Regions from separate parts of the Danio rerio genome. Here region 2 is linked to region 1. A link is a contact called in public HiCAR-type data. All regions are on one chromosome and are shown on one strand. The core of a region is the stretch at or near the end of the contact, and the rest is flanking DNA. Distances in the headings are between cores, read along the strand shown.

The links. HiCAR-type assays count read pairs that join an accessible place to other places.
Region 2: a contact with region 1 is called in a HiCAR-type map of caudal fin, with 8 times the contacts expected there. The contact joins the promoter of gpm6ab here to the enhancer-like site in region 1. A contact is called at or near these places in 8 of 18 Hi-C or Micro-C datasets (caudal fin, embryo, hematopoietic stem cells and 2 more) and 2 of 4 datasets of contacts at active chromatin or transcription factors (caudal fin and embryo).

Annotation. Positions count from the first base shown.
Region 1 is chr1:41,754,036-41,759,948 of GRCz12tu, forward strand. It overlaps gpm6ab (glycoprotein M6Ab), which reads right to left. Exons shown (of 7, transcript NM_214687.1): 5 at 5,292-5,368; 6 at 3,176-3,241. Among named protein-coding and RNA genes, the nearest start is that of gpm6ab, 100 kb to the right of the region's middle. Within about 2 kb of position 2,831, at least 4 of the 62 cell types and tissues checked have an H3K27ac peak or open chromatin away from gene starts, as enhancers often do.
Region 2 is chr1:41,856,985-41,863,051 of GRCz12tu, forward strand. It overlaps gpm6ab (glycoprotein M6Ab), which reads right to left and starts at 1,892. Exons shown (of 7, transcript NM_214687.1): 1 at 1,860-1,892. The coding sequence starts at 1,863. It also overlaps a transcript of wdr17 not described here.

The DNA of each region.
Region 1 (5,913 bases), core at 1,581-4,080:
ATAGTGTCCACTCCGATGAGGCCAACAGCCATTTGAAAGTTGTCCAGATAAATGAAATCTGGGACTGGACCAGGCAATCTAACCTACAGTGTGAAAGCACCCTAAATTTCTGTAAAGAACAAGCTCTTGTTGCTGAATCATTGGTGTTGTAAATGACTGTAATGTCATGTGAAACTGTGCCTCAGCTCATCGTCTGTCAAACTCCATGGTATAATTTTCTCAAAGTTATTAAGCAATAAGTATATATTTGTACTTGTTTAAAATAAATTTGGGCTTAATCCTCTGGCACGTGGACTTTACAGTTCGATTTTGAGAATTTTGCACTGCCTACTTTGTTTCCTTTCCAGCTGTAAAGCAACAGCCCCAGTTGGTATTGACACCTTGTGGACAAACTAAGTAGTGCAAAAAGAATTCAAAGCATATGTGCAAGCTGTATGAGTATTTTCTTGAAGAAATTTACATCACATTCACTGCACACAGACAATGTCAATGCATGAAAACTTTTGTGTATTTTGCGCTTTAATTATTCAGGGCATTGTTGCTTCTGACTTTTGTTTTGGGTGCTGAAAATTGGGTATTTGTGGGTGGTTACATTTTTTATTTTTTTAACTAAATGTAACTTACCTTTTCCTATGAAGGGCCAAAAACTAAATATCATTGATAGCTGTGGGCTGAAGATAAATATATCAAAAACTAATTTACAGTAAAGTTGCCATGGGTAATTTCTTAATTCCTTTCATAATATAAAAAAAAAAATAAACTGAAAACATTACATTAAATCATCTTAACGAATGCAATATAACTTTTTAAATTATAATTTGTTGTGATGAAAACATAAACAATCACATTTATAACACTCTGGAGTTTAATGCTTATTACACTAGTCATGCAGAAGCTGCCTTTTGATTCGCTCACCAAAGTCTCTGCATAGTCCACTGTGTTGTATTTACATTTTAAACTAAATCTGATTTATTTTATACCATTTTAATTGAAACATTTAATCTCAGATAGCTTTTTTTGTAGCTTCATAATAAAACAAACAAATAAAAGGTTACATTAAATTTAAAATGACAATCTCTAAACCATTCTCATATGGGATGGTGAGCCAATTTAAAGGTTACCATGGGCCAACTTTGGCCCCCTATAGTTAAGGCACCACTGATCTAAAGCAACAATGTTTTGCAACAAATTCACACACAATAGGTGAAAGGTGAAGTTTAGAATGACACAAGAGGCGTTTGACACATAAGATTCAACAACAACAGCTTGTTTTGTGCATCATACCTAGAGCCAGACAGAATCTGTGGACATTTTTTGGCATTTCTGCAGAGAATTTTGTACAAAATCTACGGACTTATGTGGAATGATTTTAGGAGTATCATAACTAAAAACTTAATATATGAAATAAAATCCTACATTATTAACTTTAATTTAATGTTTACAATTCGAATCTAATTAGATCCACTTTTTTGGTAAACAAAGCAAGTCTCTTATATAATATATAAACTAAAAGACAGAAAATATTACTTAACAACTGTATTGTAAATAAATCATATGAACATTTTAATATTACTATTATTATATCATAATATTATTAGTGAAATTAATTGAAAAGCTGAATAAATATAAATGTACACACAAAGTAAATACAAAGACTCAATGATGGACTAAAAATCTGTGTATTTCTGCACGTACAGATCCCGTGTTGGCCTAGTCATTTCTTAAAATGCATCCACATCATTACACAAGTGTAAACATTTTCAGTTCAAACTTGATCAAGGGTTAGTTTACATGTAATATTGAATGACCCAGTGATGGTTAAACAACCCCTCACAATCAGAATAAAATTTGTATTTTAGATTACATACCCAGTCTGGGCTACTTGGCCCAATTACACATTGAGTTTTAGGGGTCCTTGTAAACACCTGTGTTTACAGCAAACCTGATTGGTTCTTCTGGGTCTTAAAACCAATTTGGATGGCTACATTTAAATAGGTGATTTATTAATTTATTTTATTGTACAAAATAAGTTTGAGAGCTTTGATAAAGAGAAAAGACTTACAAGTTCTATTTACAGGTATTAGTTCAAGCCTCTCACTGTACATATGTAAAAAACCTGCCAAACATTTCTGTGTGGAACGACAGATTGCCAAAATGATGACTAAATGTTCATATTCAAGCCGACTGTCTCTTTAAATTTGGATGACTCAAAAAATTACAGTATAATTTATGCATTTTCAGGACAAAAACTGGCACTTGCAGTTCCTTTGCAATGCCACAGTGGGGAACACGAACTCATTTCACTCAATTTCCAGTGCTTACCAATGGGTGGCATCATTGCAGCACAAATCAGCCAACCGCAAGTATGCAGCAATGTTCTCTGAAAGGTATGATGTAATTATATAATCAAAGAGCCCAAATTATGATCCAATTCTGTAGACTCTTTGTTTCTAAGTACTTAATGTCCAAGCTGTTTTCTCATTTGCAAACCACGCAATTAAATTGCAAACAATGCAATTAAATGGTAAAAATGGGGCCAGATTTTTGCCTTTCCAGAAAACAGATGCATTGTTGTGCGGTTCACACAAATACTGCAAGAAGCCTGTGCAAAAGACAAAAGCACAATACACTGAAAAATACTAAGCTAAGGCACAGTGTGTCGATTATATCAAATGAATTTCATGTTACCTTTCGACAATGTCCTATATTAACCAGTGAGGACATATTTCTGTTGTTCAAACAGACGGCTAGAAAAGCTGCCTCATAGAAAATGGTGTCTCACAATCACTTATCGCTGTTCCCAACAAGCTTCTCTCCTTCCTTCCCTCTCCTCCTCTGTTTCCATGGCAACAACGTCCTGCATTTTCAATGAGCGGTGCTCTCCTTCTGTCTTTGCTCACTATTCCTGTAATTTTACAAGAGGCCTTGGACGTCTATTGCATTTAAGACAAGCCCACACATTCTTTGATACGCTGATTCTAAATAAGTCTATGATTTCCCTAACATACCACTGTAGGAGTGCTTAAATTTCACATCTTGCCGATGTCACTGGAATTGTGGGCTTTATTAAGCCCATAAATCAATCCGCGTTTCATTTTATTGCCCTAAAAGGAACTTTAGATTCAGGGAAAACTGATATGATGCAGTAAAGAAAGACGGCAGTGGAAAAGCTCACCATGGCGATAACCGCCGCTCCAGCCCCCGCAAGAGCGCAGACAAACAAGTGGAACGTCAGATCCAGCTGGAGAAAGAGACAAAAAAAGATTGTGAAGAGGAGAGAATGAGGATGGTTGTCTCTAGAAATCATCAAGCATACTGTAAAATTGCCATTTCAGTCTTTCTACGCTGTCAAATACAGTATGTAGAGTATGCAAAATAACACATACTATGAAACAAAGGTTAAAAAAATCAAATCTATTTTAAAACAATATCTACAGTGCTAATATTGGCACCCTTGGTGTGTAGGAGTAAAGAAAGCTGCAAAAATGTCCTTATTGTTAAATCTTTTCATTTTCAACATATTAAAACAAAATTCATCTTTGCTTTAGAATAAACAACTGCAAACAGAGTACAGTTTTAATCCAAATATCTCTGCTAAAAAAAAAAAAAAACTGCTTATACCAGCCTAGGCTGGTTGGCTGATTTTAGAGGGGTTTTGGCCATTTCCAGGCCAGACCATTACTTAGCTGGTTCCATTGATCAGCTAAGTCCAGGCTGGAAATGGCTGGAAACCTGCCTGAAATAGTCCAAAACCTATTTAAAACCAGACTGGTCAATCAGCTAAAACCAGCTGGTTTAAGCTGTTTTTTTAGCAGGGATATTTTTAAATATGGAAAGTTCATTTGCAAAAACTCTAAGTGTTTTCTTCCTAATATAAGCATTTTTTCTATGTCTTGATTCAATCATTTAACTTTGATGGCTAAGAATAGGTTATTTCCATCACTTTTACCAAGAAATAACTGAACATAAGCATAAGAGGCTGACAAAAATACCCATTGTAGAAGAAAATTTCAGATGACACTTGAGTTTTTTGCTTCTGAACTCTTTATATGTTTAATTATATGAGCTAAAATTATTAGCATGCTCTATAGGACAAATATTTTTGAAGTATAATAATTTTTGCTCTGATATTTGATTATTTTTAGTACACTAGCTTTGATTTGCAGCATAAGATTGTTGATTGTCACAAAAAGTGATGTGACTACAAGAAAATGGCAAAACCAATGAAAATGCCCATTCCTACACCTAAATTTCAATGAACTGGAATCTTAGTGTAAAAGGACAGTTGGAACAACAAATAAATCTCAGAAAATTGCAAAAGTTAGTTTGGTCTTTGGTCAAACTAAAAACCAACGTTGACTGCATCAACACAAGATGTCTGAAAGGGTTTCAAAAAGATTAAAAAAAAAAGTCTCAACCCTCATCCAAATCCAAACACAACATTTTTTCAGTGTTTTTTTCGTTTCTTTTTTGAGCAAAAGATTAAACATAAAAGACAAATAATTTACCCAACACCAATCCCTCTGGTACACCACAACTTACAGTATGTTCATAAAGTATATGTTTAGATTTCTATTTGACAATTTATAGACCATTTCAATGTGATCATTTCACTGGCCCATGAACATTTCCTGCTTATTATCAAACTATTTCTTAACTGAAACAAGAGGCAATTCAATCATAACTTAATGTTAAAACAGCTATCATACCATTATTTATAAACATGTGGTTCTTTTTATATTCTCGGATGCTATAGAAATTAAAAATGTAAAACAGGAAATGCATTGGGACCTTTGTTTTTGTTTAAATCCTTCAAAATGGTCTTTACAAATTCTTCCAGATTCTCCTGAGTGTAAAATGGCTCCAAACTTCAAGCTGCAGTGACGTTTATGTAAATTTATTGTGATATAATTTAATTACTCCAGAGCAGCACGTCAACAGTGACCTTTAACAGATAAATTCATGTAATAAATGCATGTAAATAATATTGTGAAAGCATGACAGTCCACTGGCTTAAAAATGAGTGCTCTTTAAAAGAAGCTGTTAGAAATTACAAACAAGTATCTATATGATTTACTATTATTAACTATTATATTTACTGTATATGGCGTCTCCACTGCCCTGGGTCAATTTTATACTTAAAAACATGGTAGATTTTACATTTTATTCATAATTTCTCTCTCTTACTGTATATGTCATAGCCTAGGTTGCAAACTGTAATGGCGGAATGCATTCAGATGAATACCATCAGTCAGAATAAAATAGGCTCTACTTCAGAACTGCCAACTGACCTCATTAGATTCACACATCTTCTTGAAGTTTTCATTATCGGCACACAGTCTTTTCTCTTCACCGATGGACACGATTCCTGCAATTGAAAATAAAAGTACGGTAAAGTAAAACAGCAGATTATTAGGGAGGTAATATGTCAATTCAAATGACAATTAGATATGTCAAAACCGTTTGGGGTACATTTAAAAGTGATTTTATACTGTTCCATAAAGGTTTCCTGTACCAGCGTGACATAATAATGGCTATTATAGTAGAAACAGAGATACACAACCTGACAAATTTCTTGTCACCTATTCAAGTTTTAGGAACAACAAATAATAACTTGACTTATAGTTGATCATTTGGTATCAAAAGTGGCTTATATGAAAGTCAAAGGCATCTAGATTACGCTTATTTTACCAAAATAAAAAATGATTATGCCTTGATTTTGAATTATTTAATTATGACAGGAAGGTCTGACTTTGCTGAAACAAAAGTCTTGTCAATTAACAGAAATAATGAACAATCTGGAATGGCAAGAAAGCATTCTTGCAGGACTCTGAGTTCATCAAGATTCTTTTAATTCATCTTCAATGCCTCCTCCATCTTACCCCTGACATGCTCAATAATATTCATGTCTGG
Region 2 (6,067 bases), core at 642-3,141, 100 kb after region 1:
GATTACAAAGTAAATATAAATACAAGCTATAGTTACATTTCTGGCTTACAAGATTATTCATGTCTATTTTCAATATTTAAAGCTTATTATCTGTAAATTATTTTTGAATAATATAATTTCCCCATCCAAGCTTCAGCAAAGCACTGTTTCAATATTTCCCGACCACAACTGAACATCTGCGTCATGCAGATGACATACATTCACAACATATGGAGCTTTCACTTCAAACCATATGGGCAAAAATACAGATTCTTGATCTGCATCCTTTTAACATATCAATATGGCAGTGGCACACATTCCACTTGTACCCTTACTCAAAAACACATCCACATGCCAAAGGCATTGGCTGACCTTTCAACTGGACATCTGTATAGGACATCATGGCTGCGGCCTCGAAAACCGCATTCCAGCTTTAATTCCCAGAACCCCATAAACCCAAACCAAAAGTTCTGCCCATTAGGCCAACCGACCGACAGTCAGTGTGCAAGGAGAGCGAGGACCGGGTGGTGGGAGGGGAAGGCAGTCTCACAAATACAGAGGCGCTTGTCAGGATTATCAAAGGCCCCCCACACTAGAAGAGAATGTTTGGAGGCGGCTAACAGAGAGACATAATGTGGCTATTTATCCCTCATGTGACTCTATGCATATATTAGAAAGAACACAGAAGGGACAGGCCATCAGCAGGCACCATGAATGAGAGCTTCAACAAAGTCTGCCTTTCTTCAGCACAAACGAGTGTTGTCATTTTTCATATTCCATCTATAACTGGTAAACAGAGCATGGAGTGAAAGTCCCAGAACAGCAGCACTTTTCAGATGCCAAGACCCATATCTAAAACACACACACAATGAGGACCAAATGTTTTGTGCCTAGAAAGAATCTATTCAGTTTGTGCTGTGAAGCAGTTCTAACGGAGTTAAAGGAGATATGATTGATTCTGTAGCAGGTGCTCAGTACTTCTGCAAGGAGCGTTTGATTTAGTGAGGAAACCATAAACTTTTACGCTTCCATTTTCACTTGTTTCATAATGTGACCATTTCCTGTATTTTTGAGGAGTTTTCCTGACAATAATAAATGACTTCCTTTATCATGTTTTCATAGTTCCAGAAAGAAAAAAAAACAGGATGTGGAAACCTCTGGAAAACATTTTGTTGAGGTCAATTTGTGTCTGGACAATGATAAAGAGTTAACAGCACATCTGTCAACCACTTACATGTACAGTAAATTAGTTTGTTATATGTTGTTGCAAACACAATCTCTGATTGATAATAAAAAGTCACAGTTGGTTCTCTTCATCTGCACCAGGTACAATCATCATAATCTGATTATAAGCTTGGGCAATTTACCAACCTACTTAAATCAGCATCAACAGAAAGAGGCTTGTTTGCTTACCCAAGCCTGATACAATGCTACCATTAAAAGAGACACAATCATATTATGGTATTTTTGTAAGTCTCAGTTAAGTTCCTGCCTTAAATGTGCTAAGAAAACTGTAAAATACAGACAGTTTCAACCACTTTTTTACCCATCTATTGATCACAACAGGAGATGGTACTGAATGATACCCAGCATTTACCTCCAGTGGAGTGAATTAAGTTGCAAGCAGAGACTAAAGCAGTCATTTTTACCAGATATCTGTTTGTTAGAGGAAGTCATTGTAATAACATGAGTATAAATCATGACAAATACTGCATTTGCTGTGGCGAGCTGTTTCTTGAAATATCTAAACTTCATAAATTAAACACTCTTAGCTTTCTCTTAGAGAATATCCAGTAAAGTGGTCGTAAGTTCACACACCTTCACAGTTCACATTTTTCGGACTACTCGACCTCAGCTAAAAATATAAGCCAATAACTTACCCATGTTTGAGACTAGAGCTCGACAACGCTGAAAAAGTCCACAGTTCAAGAGTTTGACACTGAGAGCTGCTAGCGGGACCGCCAGTGTATTCTTGAGGTGACGTCACAATCAACAGGCGGAGAGAATGGCAAGTTGTGTTTTGGTACATTTTCTGTAAGCTACATAATATAAATATTACTTAGGCTATATATGAGGAAATATGAATAAATTCGCGCCCTAATTACTTTCTAATTAGCCTATATATTCGATCTACAGTTAAATATTGCATGAATAAATTCATAGCACATCATGCCATAACTGGGGGTTATACACATATAGTCATCATTTGAAGTTGATAAAGTTTTTCTAAAATTGTCCTAAAACAAGAATTGGTGTTAAATAATTTTAGAACATTTTGATCAAAATCCTCTTCAAATGCTGACTAGGTTTTATTTAGGCATAGCCTGTATTGTATAGATACAGATCGTCAGGAGATAATGACATCGCCAAAACATGTATTTTGTTTTATTTTATTTATTTATTTATTTATTTATTTATTTATTTACTTATTTATTTTTGGCCAATACTTTTTTCTAACCAAAATAGGCCTATATATAGAAAATCAATATCTAGTTTTCGTGGCATTGAGAAAAGATTGGCCAAAGAAAAGGGATAAAATAAATACATGTCATGTTAACTCGTGACGATTGACGCCAATCACGCCATAATTTCATTTTGACGTCCTCTTGCTCACAAAATACATAAAGCAGAGTAAATCAATTCATTAAATCGATTAAATCTTTTTGATTTATGATCACAAAATTACAACTCTTTAAATCACAAATTGATAAGAACATTTTCAGTTTTCTTGGCCACCTAAGGTATATGTTCTAAAGCAGGCTATAATATCTCACGTAACGGTACAATATCATTCATGTGTGTTTATTCTCCAACCTGCTTCTTTCAGCGTTTACCGCCGAACACACCCTTCTGCGATGAGCAGTACGTGGCTCACAAAATAATATAAATAGGTTTAGCGGTGCCATCTGCTGCTTGATTTTAGGAGTTGCACTTTTATATTATGCAGATAACTGAACGGCCGAGTAACTCAGTCTATTATCTACAACAGCCTACGTAACGATTATACGCCATTATTTGCTCATACGCAAAGCTGATCTTTATGCATTATTATGTGCATGGGTTTAAGTATGTGCACGTGCAGAGGGGCAAATTCAGAGAGAGGTGAAAGTCCGCTAATGAAACTGAATATCTATGTGAAAGGACTGGTGGATTAATAATGCATCACATCCCCTGCCATGCAGTTTTCACAGCCGAATATGTCAGCCACAACAGCAATCAGTCTGTAAATTTCACTATTTTTTTTTTCTTTTTTTTTCTTTTCTTCTAACAATAGATGAACAATCTTTTGGACTACAAATACAAGGAAGCATGGGATCCCGAGCACCTCCCTGAGCGAAGATTACACGGATTTGGTCTATGATTTGCGTTGATTGACTGGGCGAATGACCAATCAGCGTTCAAATGCACGGTCGGTGTGAAACGTCAGGTTCGAATCGACCAATCGTCGCAATGAATCCTAAGCAGCGCTGACAAACTATATGGACCAAGCGTTTCTCCGTCAGCGGTACACCTAATCTCAGCACCAGGTCGCTGTCCACTGACAACGACAGAGGTAGGTGATCTTCATTATCTTATTTCCCTCGCATGTTTCAATCCCGTGTACACCGCAATTATCGATAAACTTACATGTGCTACAAACGTTATATTTGTATACACGCGTTGCCTTTTACAACTACTTTGCCAGCCGTGCGTACTGTATATATGCACTGGTGATTATCACTGCACATTGGTCCAGTGTACAATAAATAATAGCACAACAAATGACCCAGAATGGTGTTACTGATTGGTTTCCTATTGGAATACAAAGAGCCATTCGATTCATAGCAACAGCAGCATAAAGCAGCAGCCTTCTGATTAGTTATTGTGCTATTTGTACTGCAACTTTTCTTAATGTGATTTGGGAGAACTCCAGATGGACTGTCCATTGAGGGAATGCACCAGAGACTCTTTTGGTGTTCACAATGGTCTGATAATGCATATCAGAGACTCAACACAGATTTCATTATGATTCTGAGCATCTGGGCAGGCTAGACGGAGCAGATTAGACACAGGGAGAAATGAGATACATAATCAGCTTTCTCTTGGCAAGACGCAGAGACACAAGCAGGACTAATGATCAGCGCTTCTTGAGACAGGTGAAATTCGACATGTCACCTGATATCTACTTGACACATTGGCTCACTTGTGGAACAAGTCATGGGGCATTATGTCTTGTTCATGATAGAAGTTTGTATGCCTGTTCTTTATTTTGCATAAGCTGCAAGGAATGAATTAATAGGTCTTTTTGAGTCAGTTTATTTTCATGGTTGTAAAGTGTGCCATCTTTATTATGTCATAGGAGAACAACTGCTTGATGCAATCACAATCAGATCCAGGAGAGTGCTTATACCGCCCTTGGGGATCGTATTGTCTAGTCTCTATGGGCTGTTTAGTGGAAAAGATTTACAGATTAAGTAATTGAAGATGTGGCAGATATAGTTAGGGTGATGGGTGTTTGATTATCAAGGGGAATATGGTGCAGATCAAAGTGTAACACTGTGTAAGGAAACTAATTGTATATGAAGATTGTCAAATCAAGGAAAACATTTGATTGGAAAAGTATCTCCAGTGTTTTCATTGTTGTCAATCTTTTTATCCTCTTTAAATCCTATGTATTGAAGTCAATAGAATGGCATTCGAAGAATGTTCTTTGAAAAGCCTTTAACTCACACATTTTAACTTGAAACTTCTAGTGAAGTCAATTCATTATTATACGAGTTCAGATGTCCATTCTGTCTAAGTATAAAATAAGTGGTTTGCTCTTCTGAAAAAAAAATCTTGAAACTATATTTAAGCTATTTAACCACCCATTATGCTACTATTTTTAGAAAAAAGGAGATGGAGAGGTTTAGGAATGTTGGAAGAATTGTCTCTGGGATGGTGCAATAACTGCTGTGATTATACTCAAAATGAAGATTGACAGTATTTAGTGATTAGGCTCCTTTCAAATTTGCATTTGCAACTTTATTTAATTTTATGTTTTTGTAGTTTTTTTTAAAGTATATATTTATGTGGCTGACACTTATCAAGTGCAATACTTGTGGGGGGGTTACATAAGACAAACATCTGGGAAACAATGACATTTTCAAGCTTAGTATGTAACTTTTGACGCTCCATTGGTTAATAAATAAAGCTGCATGCTTCTTGCAGAAGAAAACTGTAGCTGTTGCTACTTCTTGTGTTTGTAGTGTAGATGACGACTCACAGAAATGCTAGACTGTTCATCAGCACTGATCTACTTTCCTACATAAATGGTTCTTATAAGCATAATGTGGTGAATAATTATAAACATACACTGTTAACTTACTACTCATCTCTTTCTCCAGTTGAACATTGAAGAAGATCTTTAGTTGAAACTTGTCCTTGGCGATTCATATGATGCAATGTCAATGATAACCATCATTATGAGAGTCCTTATAGTTCTTGAATCTCTTTACCTGCTTGCATAGGTTTTTGGAATAATATATTTGATGACACAGATTGGGAAAAGTTTTGGCTTCTTCGGCTCTAATAAATCCAATAAAGCTGTCAAAGTCTCAATCAAAATTTTTCATAATTGCTACCTAATACATGCTAAACTAGCTAAATTTAGTAACAAATTTTTCCCTAAATGCTCATTTTACTTTCAATATGATGAAACACTAAATCACTTATTTTGGGAGTTACCTACTGTAAAGTGTTTTTGGGTTGACTTTTCCAATTTCATTTTAAAATCCTTATTTCCAACTTTTGTACTTCCCAAAAACTGTATTTTTTGGTTGCTCTCTAAATCTAGATCCTTCTCATTATTAATTTATTATTAATTTATTGCTTTTTCGGGCAAAATTTTACATCCGTAAATGTACATTTCCAAAGAACCACCCTTACTTATTATTTTCAAAAAGTACTTTAATTTATATGTGAACTTCTAAAAGACTTGCATGTAAAACTTTTTCTCGGTGTACATCATTTAAACTTTAATCATTTGCTGGAATTTTATTTTTATGTAACCTTTTTTGTCTCTTCGTTCATGATGTATCTCTGTCAATTTTATTTCTTCATTAATAAA